Regions from separate parts of the Canis lupus genome. Here region 1 is linked to region 2. Evidence: chromatin contacts called from public Hi-C data. All regions are on one chromosome and are shown on one strand. The core of a region is the stretch at or near the end of the contact, and the rest is flanking DNA. Distances in the headings are between cores, read along the strand shown.

Region 1 (6,413 bases), core at 3,913-6,412, 220 kb before region 2:
GCAGTACACCACTATAAGGAATTTAAAAAGACACATTAATAGATACATTACTAACTTGAGAGAGACTAGATCTAAAACATAGGAGGGTGGGAAGGTGGGAGGAGTTTAAAAAGGGAGGAATGTTCTACATTTTTCTCTCTCTCTCTTTTTTTTTTAGAGAGAGCATACATGGAATGGGGGCAGAGGGAGAGGTAAAGACAATCTCAAGCAGGCTCCATGCCTAGCACAGAGCCCTATGCAGGGCTTGATCTCATAACTCTGAGATCATGACCTGAGCCAAAATCAAGAGTCAGCTCCTTAACCGAGCTGAGCCACCCAGGCGCCCCTACATCTTCAATAAAAATATGCAAGTCTCATATGTAAAGTTTTCCAAAAGCCATATTAAAAAAGTAAAAAGATATAAAGTTAAATTAATAATATATATGATTTAACCCAATATATCTAAGAAATGTTTTTAACAAGTAAAAAAAAATGTCAAGGGGACGCTTGGGTGGCTCAGCGATTGAGGGTTCGCCTTCAGCTCAGGTCATGATCCTGGAGTCCTGGGATCGAGTCCCACATCAGGTTCCCTGCATGGAGCCTGCTTCTCCCTCTGCCTGTGTCTCTGCCTCTCTCTCTCTCTCTCTCTCTCTCGCTCATGAATAAATAAATTTTTTTAAAAAATCAAGAAATGGTTGGTATTTTACTTTTCATTCCAAGTTCAAGATCTGTTGTATACTTTACACTTCTAGCACCCCTCAATTTGGACTAGTCACATTTCAGGTGCTCAATAGTCACACAGAGCCAAGTATACCCTGGAATATCCAGGTCTAAAGTATACCCTGGAATATCCCACTTAAAAAAATCTGGCACAAGTCCCTCAAGAATTAAAGATCTCTCAAACCTGAACCTCCAAAACCTAAAATCTTGGGAGTTTAAAAAAGACTGGGCTAGGGCCTGATCCTGGAGACCCGGACCCTGCATGGAGCTTGCTTCTCCCTCTGCCTGTGTCTCTGCCTCTCTCTCTCCCTCTCTCTCATGAATAAATAAATAAAATCTTTAAAAAATAATAATAAAAAAAAGGACTGGGCTAGAAAGAGCACATTATTGAAAAAAGCAAAAAGTATTTGTAAGACATTTAGAAGAATGTCTCTTTATCTCTGTTTACAATATTTAATTCTGGAGGCACCAGAAAAGGGGGCAGGAGGCAAAGAAAAGGAGAAAAGCTCTCTAAGATAACTATTTTCATTCATCTCTCTATACATCCACCCCTCAACCAGCCCCCACCCTTTCTTCCACTCATCAAATACTTATTTTGCATTATAATTGACTTAGCAGTCACTATCCACATTCTGGAGCTACATAGGTACATAAAATGTCCTTCTGGTGATTCCTAACTGGTATCTCAAATGTCACATGCATGCTCTTTAAGATATTCACCACAACAATGTATAACCAAAAGATTTTAACAAACTAAATGTTTGTTAATAGAGCTCTAATTAAATAAGAACTTAATTGAATGGTACAGTCACATAATGGAATACTATGTAGTTCACAAATCAATCAGGGTGTACTATGTGTACAAATGAGGGAAAAACAAAACAATTCAACTCTACCAGTCATACTGTTAAAAAACAAAAGAAAACATGGGGCACTTGGGTGGCTCAGTGGATTGAGCACCCAACTCTTGGTTTCAGCTCAGGTCCTGATCTCAGGGTCCTGGGATGGAGCCACAGGTCAGGCTCAATGCTGTGCTCGCAGGGAGTCTGAAGACTCTGTCTCTCCCCCTACCCCTCTCCTGGCCTGTGCACATGGTCTCTCTCTCTCTAATAAATAAACAAATCTTTAAAAAAACAAAAACAGTGGGCAAAGGAAACATTAAAAAAAACAACAACAACAACAACAAAAAACTGGGGTGCCTGGCTGGTTCAGCTGATGGAACACAGGACTTCTGCTCTCCCGGTTGTGGGACTGAGCCTCATGCTGCATGAAGAGATTACTTAAAAATAAAATCTTAAAAAAATTTAACAGATACACAGATATGTTTGCATATGCACAGACTATCTGAAGGGTACACAGGAAAATGGTTAAGTTATTGCCTCTAAGGAGAAGACCTAGTAGGGACAGGAAAGGCAAAATTTTCACTGAATATTCTTCTTAACCTTTTGAATTTTCGTTCCATATACATATATTACCTATGCAAAATATAAGAAAGGCTTAATGCTCACCCTCTAGAACTCATGGTAAAGTTGGAAAGACATAGAAACAAAAACTAGTAAAATGTAATGTAACATCTGTGTGCATGAAGTACAACAAAACAGGATGGCATGATTACATCTGCTGCTTGGATGGCCAAAAGCAGAATTTGTCACATGGATTCTATTATCCATAAAAATAAGCTATGAATGGTACCTACACCCTTAGACTAATTTATCCTACAAATGTCTTTCATGAAACACCAAAGTAAAGTAAAATTCTCAGATTCCCAACATTCCATGAACCCCTTACCCTGGTATTGTTGACCCTGTACATAGCAGAGCTGTCGGTGATAGAAGTCTGAGTGTCCCTATAAAGGCCAGTTAACAACTGTAAAAAAAACAATATAAAGGAGATCAGAGTAAATACATAAATAGCAAATCTAAAGAGAGCAATTTTATTCTAACTCTCCAATGGGCCAGGTCAAATAAATGAATGTTGCTTGCAACAACTGAAAAAGACTATATTGTTTTTTTTCCTTGTAGAAAAATCTGATTCATTGCATCTTCATTCCCCTTTCCACAATGAAAAAAAAAAAAAAACCTAGTTTCAAATGGTTTGGTGGCCAAATTTACCAAACTTCTACAAATATTTTTAATTATCACAAATCATTATAAATTATATTTCTGTAGTGGAAGGGAAGTAATTTATCCTCTCAAAAGGAAGAATAAAAGGTAGTTCATAAAACTGCCCCCAAAACGGGATAAGGACTAAATAACAGTATCTGGCAGGTGCAAGAAAATAGAAAAGGTCAAGAAATTCCAGTTCACAAATTTTTCAAGAGTCTTTTCAAGTTTTTCAAGTCTTCAAGTGAGTCAAGAATTAACTCCCCAGGGATGCCTGGATGGCTTAGTGGTAGAGCATCTGTCTGCCTTTGGCTCAGTTGTGATTCCAGGGTCCTGGGATGGAATCCTGCGTCAGGCTCCCCACTGGGAGCCTGCTTCTCCCTCTGCTCATGTCTCTGCCTCTCTCTATCTCTCATGAATAAATAAATAAAATCTTTAAAAAAAAATTTAACTCCCCAAATTGTGAGCATCAGCTCCCTTTTCCAAAATGAACTATGACTTCGCAGGGATAATGGGATGGCCTAACATTTCCCATCAACTTTAGAAGAGGTGTAAATCAAAGCATTTACCCTGACAAACAGTAATGTTTTCCCAGAGTTGCAGAGGCCAACAAGAAGAACAGCTCTTTGACTGCTCCTTCTGCTCCGGATGAACTTCCAGAACACTGTGGAATAGAGAGAAACGACCAAAATTATGCCTTTTTCCCCAACATAAATAACACAAGCTATTCTAAATGTTTTACATTTATTTCAGTGCACATTTCCAAACATTAAATGGAATGAAATTATATTAAATGGTTATATCATATTTGAGCATATTATGGAATCTATATCACACAAATCAATTCCCATCAATACCGTAATTCACTCTAAAAGAATTTTTATTAGACAAACTTAGGAGCGCTTAACTTCCTTACACAGGACAGGTGAAAATGACATTTGGGCTGTTCTATACTATGAACCATTTGTAAATGTCTTACTCTTGATGTAAACATCTCTGAAACAAGATAGAAGGTTTTTTAACCTTCAAGTAGCCCTAAACAGGAGATTGACAACCGCATCTGATTCACAGAGGGTAGCTGGTTTTTTAACCTCTTCTGAACGTTTGATGATCTAAATCGTAGGGTGCATATTAAAAACACTATGTTGATCTAAAAAGAAACTGGAGTTATAGATACCTGTCATTAGACACCCAAAAGCCCAGTATTTGGGGGACATCTTGGTGCTTGACTATAAAACCTTTATTTTAATAACTTTTCCCCCTGTGTAAGTTACTATTAATGGTTTGTCATTCTCTAGGATATTAAGCGGAAGCAGATGCTCCCTACTTTTCATGTGGAAGTGGACCAAGGTCTATAAAGAGTGACAAAGTTGATGACTCAAAAAAAAATTATATATATATATATAATATATATGCCTTGATCATCAATAGTATGCCTGAATGGTCGGGGTAGAGAAATTAACAGAAGTCTCTCACAGAACCCCTCATTCGGCTGGAACTTCCCTGGTATTTTTGCCGCCGTTATAATCATTACCGTTGTTAGTGTTCCCAGCGGGAAGGTATGTGCTGAGTGAATGGAGGGCTGGTTCTTGGATTCCCCATAAACGTGGGGGTGTTGTGCCCCCAGGCTTCTAACGTGGAGCCTATTTATCACCGTCCTTCCCTCCGGCTCGGCTCGAGTCTGGCCGCCTACTCGGTCATTAGGCCCTTCACGGAGTGCCAGCCACTATCAACTGTCAACCCTGCTGTGTCTGCACCCCCACCCCCCGACTGTGGACTCCTCAAGCGCAATCTTGTCTTATGCACTGTGTATCCGCAGCGCCCAGGAAGCAAACTTGGAGTTAAAGACCTGCGAGTCTAGGTAGAAAGAGCAAAGAAAAGGGGGGGGGGGAGGGGAGGGGGGTCAGGGGAGGACCGCGCGCTCCAGGCGTAGCAGGGGCAGAAAAAGGAAAAGTAACCCGCGCCCCCAAGGACCAGGACGTCACTCCAAGGTCCGCAGGAGAGCCTCTTTATTGCAGCGCTACTCCCGCGGCTGCAGGCAGCAAGGCAGGTAGATGTGAAGCGGCGAGTCTCCGCCCGGCGTCCGCGGTCTCCACGAGCCCGTCCAAGCCCGGAACTGCGCCTGCCTACACCCGCCCAAACCACCGGCCGCCTGTTTACCCAGCGTCAGCAGCACCGCCAGAACCGCCACCACGACTGACAGCAACGTCGGGTCCCTCTGCTGCAGCTCCTGCCGCAAGGAGTCTAGGTAGGGCTGGAAGGCTCCCCCCACACCACCACCGTCCCCCATCCGCCGGGACTCCGCGGCAGCCATGGCTGAGATGCGTGGTCTCCAGCGCCGCGAGAGCGACGTGGCCCTGGACTCTGCGCAGGCGCCCGAAGCGGAGCATCACGGGAGTTGTAGTTCCCACGTTGTATTTCCTCCTTCAGGGGCGGGGTTCCGGGAGGTCCCGAAGGCAGTGGCGATGCTCTGGGACGCTGTCCGCCGAGCGAGCGGCGTTGCACGGTATTTCACGAGTGACACGCTTATCCCTTAAGGTAGGAGTTAAATGTCGCCGCCCTCTTCATGGGTGTTGACGGAATGATGGATGCATAAAATGAATGGCTTGAGAAATCTTCTCGGAGGCTTTCCAGTCGCCCCCTTAGAGAGGGGAGTCTTGCGAGGAACTCAGGCATTACACAAACATTTCATCTGAGTGCAATCCGGCGTGGGGTGTGACAGAGGATGTATGATGCGATACGGGGATACAGAAAGGGACGCTTAGTACCCATCATAGGTTCAGAGACCAGCTCCTGGAGGAAAATGACGGGAGCTGAGGCCACGAGGGATGATGGGTGAGCCTCTGCAGGTGCAAAAGGACAAAGAGCGCCTGAGTAGCAGAAAACGAGCAATTCGGTGTAAATCCAGGGCTGCAGCTGAGATTTTTGACATTGACGGGAGCAGCTGGGAAAATCAGTGCGCGGGGTAGTGGTGTTGAAAACTGCAGCTGTCATTCCTGCCTGGAGTGGACAGCCCCCGCTATGCCAGGCACGTAGGTGAGACCAAAGTAGCCAGTCCTTCCAGTTTTCGCAAAGAAGCCAGAAAGGGAAATGTTCCCCTTTTCAAATTTCGGCAAGTAATGAAAAACAAACAAAAACACCCAACAACTTATCACCCAAATAAAACACCCTAGGGAGCCCGAAGTGGCCTGCCTAGGGACTGCAGAGTTGCAGCCTGTCACGAAACTGGTGTCCTTTCCGCAGAAGTGGCAAGAGATGAAGCAGGAAAGGTTGGCAGGAACGACCTGAAGGGATTTTGTGCTATGCTAAGGAACCTAGACTTTATCCAGATTATATATATATATAAAATCCAGAATGGGATAAGAAGTTTCAGTTGGGGGTAACATAGATGACTGGCAGATAGAGAACTGTGATTGGAGAAAGACTAAGGTAGGGAGGCCAGCTGGGGGTTGTTGCAGTGTTTTGGCAAAAAAATGCACGGGGTGTGAACCAGGAACAGAGGTAGTAGTGGAAAGGAGGCCACAGATTTGAAAGATATGTAGGAGGAAAACGTATAGGATGCGGTGACTAATTGGATATGCTGAGTTCAGATAGAGAGTTATCAAGCCTGCA
Region 2 (5,584 bases), core at 30-2,529:
AATTAGCACTAAAATACTTTTTTGGGCCTTGGGAATAATAGGAATCCTTTCCTTTGAAGTGGGTGGCCTAACTAAAGTATTAGACTTTCCACTTCCTCCTTCTAAGGACAGGGGAGAGAACAGCCACTGAGGAAATGAGTCAGATGATGTTAGTAGCTTCATGGGGTAGACACAGGACAGCCAGTAAAAGGAGCTACTCCTTTGTCTTTTCCTTTATGGTTTCCCCATTTAAGATGGTCTCCTCTCCCTCCCCCACCTCCACTACTATTAAAGAACTAAGTCCGGAATATGTCAACAAAGTAAAACAAGGATCTAGCCTTGAGCAACAATAAGCTTAGGTATAATTCCCCAGACATAAGCTGCCCCTAACCACCCAGGATGGGCCCTAGGCTACTTCCTTCTGTGACACCACTTATCTTCCTGTGATGCAGGCCAAGTTAAGTCCTGCCCCCACCCCACTTTCCTTAACATCTCTGATCAAATTTCTTTTTCTTCATTTCCCTTCTGCCCTCCATTCCTTCCTCCATTCCTAACTTTCGTTCTTTCTTTCCTCATCTATGAAGCACCTATTTAGCTACATTTAAGGTTATGTGCCTTATTCTAGTTTGAGTAATTTGTCATTCCTGCCCTTAAAATCAAGAAGGTCCAGATATGAATCACTGAAATTCAGTACCCCTGCCTTCTTAGGTCCCCATCAATATATCAGTGTCTTGAAGGAATTAATGACTTGGGAAAATGTAGAGAAGGATCAGCAATTGAGGGTTGACATCGCAGAATTCCCCAATACATTTTTCAGTGTGATTCATGACATGCTCTTAGAACTTGGTCATATGTACTGGTCAGGCCAGTAGAGACACCAATATCTTTGTGGTTGTGTTATTGTCTGTTGTTATTCTTTCCTTCCAGAAGCTGATCCCTTCGTCTTTGAATCCTCTGCCCTGAAACTGATGGCATATATCCCCACCAGTTGCTCTTCAGTCTCCCCTGCCACCAGCCTCTAGATCGGCTATACTGGACCCTGAATCCTGCCGTCACCCCCTCATCATCACCTGCCCTCACCTCGAAGCATCCTCCCACTCTGTCTTGATGAATATTTCTTGCCCTCTGCCTTCCAACATTTAGGCCTTCCCCATCTTTAAAGCAAAACAGACCTTAACTTGTCCTTGCTAGATGGAAAGTTGAACAGTGGTGAGGACTCGGACCATTCCCAGGTATTTCAGCACATCTTCTAAGAATCTGAGGCTGTCTGAACATGGAAATGTCCCTCTGAGTCCTCTGAAGTGGTACAGTCCAAAAGACATCATTTATCTCCCTCAACAGGGCCCACTGAGCCAACTTTCTGAAAGCCCAAGAACTGGCAAAGGGCAGCCGGACCCGGCCCATTGTTCCTGGGTTCTTTTTTGCTGAGCCATTTGTTCCAAGTTCCATTCTGCTACCTAGGCTGGAAATTCCAGACATGCTCAGCTCAAAGGAATGCAGCTCATGCCGGCCAAAGAGCTTGCCAGGAAATAGGGAGCAACTTTTCATTTGTGGCTTCTTTGCATTTGCGGCTTCCTCTCTCACATCTGAGAAGCAGACTGTGCTACTGCCTGAGCTGTTCCACCAACCTTTTCCAGTTGGAGAGCAGATGCCTTCAAGTAACTTCCTCTGGGGACCCTCTGCTGACTTCTGTAGACAGCCTGGTTCTTGACCTTTAAAGGTCCAGAGACCTTTGGTTTCTTATGGTATTTGATGCCTTCCTGGTATTTCCATGATTTGCCTGTTGTTTAACCTCCTTCATTCACTCACTCATTCATTTACGTAAAACATCTTAAAAGATGAGCACCTACCATGTGCCAGGCCTTACAATAGGAGTCAAGAATAAGTAAGTCAGAGATGGGCTCTCCCCTCCCACAGCTTACTGCATTGTAAGCTGCTACTGCTACCAGAAACCGACAAGTATATGTACCTACTACTACAGCTAGTGAACTGGCAGGTAGGAATGGTGTGGGGCAGCAGCCAGCATCGCACAGGTGTTTGATGTTTGTAGAATGTAAAATGTCTCCACTAGTCCCCAAGTTTTCCCTTAAAAAAAAAAAAAAAAAAAAAGATTTTACTTATTTATTTGAGAGACAGAGATGGGGGTGGGGTGGGGAGGGAGAAGCAAACTCCTTGCTGAGCAGGGAACCTGATGCTTAACTGACTGAGCCATCCCAGTGCCCCAGTCCCCAAGTTTTTCACATTAACAGGAGGATAAGCAAGATGTGGACTATGTAAAAGTGGTTCCTTAAAATTCTTCTCTGTTGGCTTTAGGACACACTCTCATGCAGAACAAAGAATTTGACTTTCTTCCTCAACCTCTAGTCCCACTTAGCTCATTCTTGACATTAAGGCCCTAATCAGAGGCTGAATGGATGGCAAGAACAGGGTCCCAGACACCAGTGGCTAACCAGAGAAGCCTGTTTCCAGAGATACGTAAAAGGCTGCCACATATGATCCTTCATACACACACATATGCCCGTCCCCACAGCTTGCAAACAAGGGGTTGGACTCACCCCTAATAAATCTGGTCTGCTGTTAGTTGAATCACATAAAATTGCTGCTCTTTGACTGTTTTTGATCTGCCCAAATAGCAATTTCACATGATTCAACCTAATATATCCGAGAATACAGAAAGTTTATGCATAAAGAGCTTGGACCAACCCACCTACCCCATCAGATCACCTCCCCTGATGGAATGGAATAACAATGGAATGATCAGCAACCTTATCAACTGTATTGTATGCAGGAAACAGGAATGAGGGAGGAGGCTGGAGAATAGAAAGGAAAAATAAGTAGGGTAAAGCCAAGAGGCCAGTGGTTGACACTTATTCCCCACCACTGTCCAGGAAAGAGCAACAGGAAACTGGAACTCATACAGATGTGCCCTGCTGTGAGATGGAGATGACTCACTAAGCCCCACCCTGACTTAAATGAAATCTGCCTGCAGCTAACTCTTGTTGGGATAAACTCACCCACCAGCCAGCTGATGGCCGATTTGGCTCTCTGATTGCTGATATGGGGAAAAGGGTGCCCCTGTTGGGTGGGGAGGAGTGTTCTAGTTAACTGAAGGACTAACACCTACCAATAATGAATGCGCGAGTATCTGGGTATATACTTCAGCCTTCTAGGAGTTGGATAGCTGGGAGTCAGGCTTCTCCAGGCAGCTGGATCTCAGAAGCACTGACTTGGCTGTGAAACAGGTTCAGCTCTCTGGTAAATTCATCAAAGTAAAACTACCCTGGGTGACCTCTTTGAGAGCAAGTCAGATGGCTCTGGCACTAAGCAAAACCTTCTGACTCAATCATTTTGATCACAGAGTGCAAGGGATCTAATTATGTTGGAAAGGCACGATTATCCTGTTCTTGACCCTAACTCTATTCCTGATCCTGTTTCATGACCCAAACAAGTAGATGTGAAATTCTCTGGCCCGGGTTACCAGGTCAGTAGGTCAATGGTGTTGTCATTCCTACTAGGGCTGAAAAAGCAGGGAAAGGATGAGGGTATAGGATCCGCAGAGAGACCTCTCCCGTGCCAAAGGCAAATCCTTTACTTCTTCCTGCTTTTTACTTTAGGGTCAAGTGTCTGCTTTCTGGAGTCAGACCTGGATTTGAATCAAAGCTCTGCCTCTTCCCAGCAAGTCTCTGCACCTCAGGTGTTTTCATCTGTAAAGGGGATGATGAACACTGCTGCCTGTGGAGTTGTGAGGACTACATGAGGCAAGAATTGAGGACCATTCAGCTCAGTGCCTGGAATCAGCCTAATCAAGGTTAGGTGTTGTTGTTATTAAGAACATTTAGGGGCACCTGGGTGGCTCAGCTGGTTAAACGTCTGCCTTTGGTTCGGGTCATAATCTGAGTCCTGGGATCGAGCCCCACGTCAGGCTCCATGCTCAGTGAGGGGCCTGCTTTTCCCTCTGTCTGCCGTTCCCCCTGCTTGTGTTTTCTGTCAAGTAAATAAAATCTCTTAAAAAAGAAAAGAGTATTCATGTTATTGTTAAGGTACATATCATGAATTACAGTTATATAGGGTGGTCGGTGACTGTTCCTTTTATCTGTCCTCTCTGACCCTGCTTCTTCTTCATTACTGGGTCCTCAGAGCCTATGGAGGGACTGCCTGCCCTAGCAGAACATTTGTTGACGAGAAAAAAAAAAAAAGCGTCATGTCTTATATTTGCAATTACTAAATATGAAATAACTTAGTATTTTGGCATCTTCTCTCAAATCTGATTCTATAGTTTTTACTCATGTTAAACCGTCTGTGACCTCAAAATGTCTGGATCAAAATAGCCGCTATAAAGAACCCGGTCTGCCTAGTGACAGACTGAGCACCTCCTCGCTACCTGCTGTTCTGCTCAGTCCTTTTTTTTTTTTTTTCTTAAAGATTTTTATTTATGTATTCATGAGAGACACAGAGAGGCAGAGACACAGGCAGAGGGAGAAGCAGGCTCCCTGCAGGGAACCTGATACAGGACTCGATCCCAGGACTCCGGGATCACACCCTGAGCCACCCAGGCGCCCTCCACTCAGTCTTTTGAGCTGGGGAGCCTCTCTCCCATTCAGCTCAAACAGAACTGGACTTACTGGCCCACGACTCCTCAGTCCGGTGTTTGAGGGAAGGAGCTAAGGGTCTCCTCGGGTAATCATCACAAGCCTCCTGTCAGATGACGACACAGCAGAAGCAAGCATTTTGATGACCATGACCCAATCTCCTGCCTGGAGTTAATCCTAGATGGTGCGATTCTGCGATCTGCCCCCTCAGCGGTCCCTCCCCACAGGCCTCTGGGGACCTTTCCACACAATAGGGGGCCCTGCCTGAGGAATGCTGAAAGGTTAGAAACTGGAACATTTTTGTGAGGTTGCCTGGGGCTTTCTCCCTTGTTGCTGGCAAATCTCCTTCTTACTGGCCTCTGTGGGCCTTGGCCCTAGAACAAATATCATGTCATGTATTTGTAAACAATTACAAATTTATGTAACAATTATATGTCATGTATTGAACCTGCTGCCAAATATAGCTCGACCCAAGAATGAATAACTCCACTTGTAAATTCTCAATAAAATGGCAAAGTTAATTAAAGCCTCTTAGTGGTACCTTGCCTCTTCCTCCCCTCTGCCCCCACCCCATGGCAAAGCAGCTCAGATCCCAACCTACCCTTGCTCCACCTGCCAAACTGCAGAAAATCTGCAGTTGTTCCAAGAGGGTTTCTCACCATCTCCCCACCCAATTTCCACATCCCTAGGCCCTTCACATTTCCCAGAATATCCTACATGGAAGGGAACCTCATTGCCTGGGTGTAGAAAATGCGAAGCCTAAAAATCTCCTAACTCTTGGATAGGACATTTGGAATAAAAATGACCTGGACTTGCCTGACCAGCCTCAGTTGAAGGGACTTTAAGTATAGCTAGACGAATAACCTTTTGGGTTCCCCGAGGACCTTCTGTCCCAATTCACTCCAGATGCTGTCCCCAGAGCCCCCTGCCCAGGCTTGCTCCTTCCTGGACTTCCTTCCTTGACCCTGCCTACCTGGCCCTATCTAGCCCCCCGCCCATACCCCCCCCCCCCCACG

What was found. A called contact is a pair of places that touch in the nucleus more often than the background predicts.
Region 1: a contact with region 2 is called in a Hi-C map of blood, with 4 times the contacts expected there. The contact joins the promoter of SRPRB here to the promoter of CDV3 in region 2. A contact is called at or near these places in 2 of 9 Hi-C or Micro-C datasets (both in blood).

Annotation. Positions count from the first base shown.
Region 1 is chr23:31,205,861-31,212,273 of UU_Cfam_GSD_1.0, reverse strand. It overlaps SRPRB (signal recognition particle receptor subunit beta), which reads right to left and starts at 5,162. Exons shown (of 7, transcript XM_038570925.1): 1 at 4,962-5,162; 2 at 3,371-3,465; 3 at 2,488-2,565. The coding sequence starts at 5,115. LOC119865393 (a long non-coding RNA gene) reads left to right here and starts at 5,211. Exons shown (of 2, transcript XR_005377038.1): 1 at 5,211-5,339.
Region 2 is chr23:30,978,852-30,984,435 of UU_Cfam_GSD_1.0, reverse strand. CDV3 (protein CDV3 homolog) reads right to left here and starts at 1,279. Exons shown (of 5, transcript XM_038570910.1): 1 at 1,152-1,279.